Linked DNA regions of Pan troglodytes: region 1 is linked to region 2. A link is a contact called in public Hi-C data. All regions are on one chromosome and are shown on one strand. Each heading gives the region's core, a stretch centred on a gene start, on an enhancer-like site or on the middle of the called end of the contact. The rest is flanking DNA. Distances are from core to core; before and after follow the strand shown.

What was found. Hi-C and Micro-C count contacts between places; a contact is called where the count stands out from the background.
Region 1: a Hi-C map of stem cell-derived neural progenitor cells shows a contact between it and region 2, with 3 times the contacts expected there. The contact joins two enhancer-like sites. A contact is called at or near these places in 2 of 7 Hi-C or Micro-C datasets (induced pluripotent stem cells and stem cell-derived neural progenitor cells).

Annotation. Positions count from the first base shown.
Region 1 is chr11:33,564,984-33,567,683 of NHGRI_mPanTro3-v2.0_pri, forward strand. The region is part of intron 5 of ABCA1 (ATP binding cassette subfamily A member 1); the gene reads left to right. Among named protein-coding and RNA genes, the nearest start is that of ABCA1, 59 kb to the left of the region's middle. Within about 2 kb of position 1,423, at least 10 of the 24 cell types and tissues checked have an H3K27ac peak or open chromatin away from gene starts, as enhancers often do. A contact at or near this core is called in stem cell-derived neural progenitor cells, where this site is marked.
Region 2 is chr11:33,368,457-33,371,156 of NHGRI_mPanTro3-v2.0_pri, forward strand. The region is part of intron 2 of LOC134807642 (a long non-coding RNA gene); the gene reads right to left. Among named protein-coding and RNA genes, the nearest start is that of ABCA1, 140 kb to the right of the region's middle. Within about 2 kb of position 1,430, at least 11 of the 24 cell types and tissues checked have an H3K27ac peak or open chromatin away from gene starts, as enhancers often do. A contact at or near this core is called in stem cell-derived neural progenitor cells, where this site is marked.

The DNA.
Region 1 (2,700 bases), core at 173-2,672, 200 kb after region 2:
TTAATACTGTCACATTGGTGATGAAGTTTCAATGTATGAACTTTGAGGGGGGACACGTTCAAATCATAACAGGTGTGCTATTGCCTTACTAGCAAAGTAATCTGGGGGAAGATGAGTAATGTCTCGTTCCACCCCTGATTCCAGTGCTGACTGATTCTGGAGTGGCAGAGAGGGTTGGAGGCTCACCCCTCTGCTCACCCGACCCTCTGGCCATCTCCTCTTAGAATGCAAGGGCAGGGATTTTGTTACACAGCGCCTCTTTTGTTATAGGCTAGCTCCTGCCTTCAAGGAGCACTGAGAAAAATATTATCCCTTTGAACCACAACACTAGTATTTTGGGTACTGTAGCCATTCAGAAGTTTGTTGAACTAATACAAGTTTATATTATTTGTAAAATACTAGAAGGAATGTGTGGTTCCTAAAGTTATGGTATTCCCATTGGTTGAAAGAGAAGACTCTGGCTTGCTTCCTAATGCCTTGGAAGGTTCAGGGAGCATAAGCCTAAATATCCTGGTTTCTCTTGGGAATTCTTCACAGATTGTCATCTATGACTTTATCCACATTTATTTTGAACATGTTTAATTTTCAGCTTGTATTTTCTCAAGGAGTATGTGTGAGTCAGCATTCAGAGTACTTAACACACTTAGTGTCATTAGTGATAACCCACACGTGTAGGAAGCTAGACCTCCATTTACAGAAAAATGGAGGCTCAGAGAGCCTAACTGACTTTCCCAAGGCCACATAACTGGAAAATTCTGGAACTGAGTTTTTTCAGGTATGTCTTGGTATCCCTCGGTGAGCCTTGTCTGTAGAGAAGGAAGTGTCTCCTGGGTTGGAAAGCCCAGGCCGGGATGAACAGCATGGGTGTCCTTAGGCTGTGTGCACCACACACCCCTGGCCTACTCTCCCCTGCTCTAAGGAGTCACCTGAAGGAGCAGCTGCATCACCCTGCCTCACCCCTTCTCCTCAGCACCCAACAACCAGGTCTTCCCAGAGAGTGCTCAGCCATTGGTGAAGCAGGCATCATCTATTCTTCAAGAAGACAGCAGAGCATCAGGAAAACAAAACACCAAAAAAATACCATAAAGACACTGGAGTGTATTTGTTACCAGCCCTTGTATAACAGAGAAGTGTTTCAAGGTCTTATCTGTAAGGCTGGACAAGCTCAGGCTGATTAAAACCACGAGTTAGAATTTGTCTCCCCCTCCCAGGCCCTGCTCAGTTGACAGCTCCTAGCAGGCTGGGAGGCCCCACCCCACCCCCACCCCAGGGGTCCATTGAAGAAGACCATCTGGGCCTGAGATGCTGATGTGATTTTCCCTACTTCTCCTTTTTTTTCATTTGCCTCCTCCACCCACTTCTAAAGCAGCTGATTGCTCTGGTTCCTTTTCATGTTGAGCAAAAGAGAACACAGATCTTGAAACCTGAGCTGGGGACTGGAGGACACTGACCGAGAGTAACCCCGTCTGGCTCAGCTCAGCTCAGCAAAGGGCTTTCCTCCTCCGCCTTCCTGAGCTGCTCTCCCTCCTCTCCTTCCCTCCTTCTTTCCCAGCCTCCCCTAAGCTCCTCCACCCCTCTCTTCCCTCTCCTCCCTCCTCCCACCTTCCTTGTCCTCTATGCTCAGAGAACTGAAGGAACACTGAATGGCCGGGAAAGCAGGACCTCGCCCCCACCCCACGTCACACCCCTCCGCCTGCACGTGCAAGTGTGTTCCTCAGCTTGGTCCCAGAGGTCCCAGCTGGTTCCCCGGCTTGGTCCCAGAGGCCTAGATGTGTGGCAAGAAGCTGAGGGTTCTGCCTCGTTTCTTCCAGCCCACAAACACACATGTCACCTGTTTTTTGTTCTTTTTCCTTTCCTTTGCCCCACTTTACAGAAGCTCTTGGCTAATTGGTAGGTCACTGTTTGCTCCTCCAGGCAAAACCAAGGAGGCTGAGCTCAGCAGGTCAAGTATTTTGGTCTGTATTGAAGAGACTGTGGTGGGAGAGCCCTCTTGACCTTCTGCTGGATAGTGACTTTCTCTTCTGCTGGCAGCAGTAGCCCAGCTCCGCATCCTGTGACAGAGGTCATACCTTCCAGTTACCCGAGCGAACACTTGGAGCAAGTCAGCTTTTTCCCCTGAAAGAGCACGTTCACGTTCTTGATCTTTGGTTTGCACAACAACCTGTGAATGTTATTAGCCCCATTTTTTTTGTTTGTTTGTTTTTTGAGACAGAGTGTCGCTCTTGTTGCCCAGGCTGGATTGCAATGGCGTGATCTTGGCTCACTGCAACCTCTGCCTCCAAGCAATTCTCCTGCCTCAGCTTCCTGAGTAGCTGGGATTACAGGCATGCGCCACCACACCCGGCTAATTTTGTATTTTTAGTAGAGACGGGGTTTCTTCATGTTGGTCAGGCTGGTCTCGAACTCCCGACCTCAGTTGATCCACCCGTCTTGGCCTCCCAAAGTGCTGTATTAGCCCCATTTTATATCCAAGGAAACTGAGGCTTAGGGAGATTTAAATAGGGGGGAAAGTAAGCTTCATGATTACACAGTCAGGAAATGGCAGAGCTGACTCTTGAATTCAGACCCTGTGATGCTGTATCCAGTGCTGATTTTGTTTTGCCCTGTGTTCCTTTCAGTGTCAGGTAGGAAGACCTCAGAGATCATCTTCTCCAACCCACACATTTTACTGATTATAAAATCCAGGTCCGCATTAACTCA
Region 2 (2,700 bases), core at 180-2,679:
CAAGTGTGGTCCTTCCCACTGCAGGAGCTCCTTTTTTTTTTTTTTTTTTTTAAGATGGTGTCTCACGCTGTCGCCCAGGCTGGAGTGCAATGGCGCGATCTCAGCTCACTGCAACCTCCGCCTCCTGGGTTCAAGCAATTCTCCTGCCTCAGTCTCCCGAGTAGCTGGGATTACAGGTGCCTGCCACCATGCCCAGCTGTTATTTGTATTTTTAGTAGAGAACAGGTTTCGCCATGTTGGCCAGGCTGGTCTCGAACTTCTGACCTCAGGTGATCCGTCCATCTCCTCCCAAAGTGCTGGGATTAAAGCATGAGCCACCATGCCCGGCCTGCAGGAGCTCTTAAAACCTGTGCAGAGAAGGCTGGGCACCTTGCAACTGAGCAGCAGATGTGTCTTATGAAGGGAAGCCAGCTTTAGCTGTGGAGCAAATGCTGAGTGCCAGGCTGGGGAAGGTGGGACAAGAAGAAGGTGAGAATTGAAGGATCATGGATGCCTGTTTCTCAGAAGACCTGGATTCAAGTCTAAGTTCTCCTTACTTACTAGCTTTGTGGACTTGGGTAAATCATTAAGCCTCTGAGTTGTTTGCCCCTCTGTGGAATGAGGGAGATAAGGATAGTGGCTACTGTTTGTTAAGGGCTCTCTATGAATTAGGTGCTGCAGTCAGCGTGTACTAAACATTATGTACAAGGTAATTCCCATAAAAGACTGAACCCAGTGCCAGAAACATGGTCAATGTGCACTATATGGCAGCTGTTAATATTTTGTTGATCCTCCTAACAATCCCCTGATTAATAATAACCACAGAAATAATAATAGTTGCTAGCATTTATGGAGCACTTTGTATGCATCCAGCCATTGTTTTGAGTGCTCTAGGTGTATTAACTTATTTAATTTTCCCAGCTATCCCATGAGGTTGGTTCTATTTTTAACCTCATTTGACATGTGAGAAAATTGAAGCACAATTAAGTTAAATGCATTGCCCAAGACACGTGACTAGAAATTGACAAACAGCTAGAAAGCAGAAAAAGTGTTCTTATTGTTGCCCATTTCACAAGGACAGTAACTAAGGCACAGAGAGGCTGAGCAGTGTGCCCATGGCTGGGGTCGGCAGGACTCTCCTCTGGGTTTTTGGGCAGATGAAATGATATAATGGATGGGAAATGGCTTTGTGAACTGTCCTTCCGACTGTTTCAGCCAGCAGTGAGTAAGCTTTGCATGTTCTGTTTTTTCTAGTCTAGTTGCATCAGCTGGTCTGAGAGCCAGGGGCCTTTAGGAGGACCTGCCTGGACTTAGCTTGTTATTGGATAGGTGCTTTGTGTATAGGTCCTGGGCTTACATCCCCTCGGGACAGCCTAGGAGCTGTGGCTTGTCTGACTTCAAAGCCATTGCCAGCTGGGAGGCTTTGGGAGGAGCCAGCTGGCAGCTGGCCACCATCATGTGCAGCTGGGGTTACCAGCAGTCACTCTCTGGCCTTCCCCTAACCACACTCACTGTCTCTAGTGGCTGATTCCCAGACACACCCAAGACAGCAGGCAGCCAAGGCAGGGGGAAGAGCAGCTCGAGGCTCCTAATTGAGTGGCGCTAATCAGGGAAAAAGGGAGCCTCTTTTTGCTCCCTTCCCCACTATGCTTCTGGCATAACCCCTCTCCCACAGGGCTCCTCAGGCATGACATCCTAGAAATTCCCAGGTGCATTCCTTCTTCCCAGTTACGTACTTTCCAAAATGGAGTAGGTAGGGCTACTGGGTCTTTGTGGAGGGGTCACCGTTACATGCCTCTAGGGCTCTCTCCTCACCTCACTGGGAGATCCTCCAGCAGGGGTAGGATCTCCCCTCTCCTGAGCCAGCATCGGGCAGGGCCTGGGAAGGTGTTCAGTATTGTCACGTTTCTGGAGGGAAGGCCAATTCAGCTATCGGGTTGGCACTTGGGTGCTGTGTGTGGTGATGGTGATGGTGATGGTGGCAGCTTGTGTGTGTCTGGAGGAGGGAGGAAGTTTGGTGGGGGAAGGGAACCAGAGGCAGCTGAGGCTGAAAGGGCTGAGATACGGGGGCTCTCGCCTGCTGGTGTGGCAGGAAGGGCTTGGGCTCCATACACACATAGATGTGGCCTTGACTCCTCACCTCATCATGCACTGTCTGAATGAGGTGTTCATCTCATGCGATTCTTCCCCTGGGCCTCTTTGTTTATGAAGGGAATGGGGGAAGGTAAAAACCAGACTTCAGTTTGGTTTCTCTCTGGCAGTAATGACTAAGCTCTCTTTTTTCCTGATTAGTCTTAGGCAAATGTCTGTACAAGAATTATTTTCTTACGAGGATCACACAGTCCAGTGTAACATGAAATTCCTCCAATTAAAATGACTTTGACTCTCCATGTTGTGAAATATTAACCTTGACATTATTGTGCTAATAGTACATGCTCCTATTCTCAGATCCTATTTTCACTTCGAAGGTACTCTGAGTCCATCAAGATGGACTAAACTTTTCTATATATCAGCTCTATGATCCCCAGGTCTTCCCTGAGAGGAGCTGGGGGTAAGATGGAGAATCTCAGTTCATCTAGCCAAAAATATTTGTTCCTTTCACTTCCCTTAAAGAATTTTACAGTTCAGGAATCACTTCCACATGCTTTATGGGAAATCTTTTTTTTTTTTTTTTTTGAGATGGAGTCTCGCTCTGTCGCCCAGGCTGGAGTGCAGTGGAGC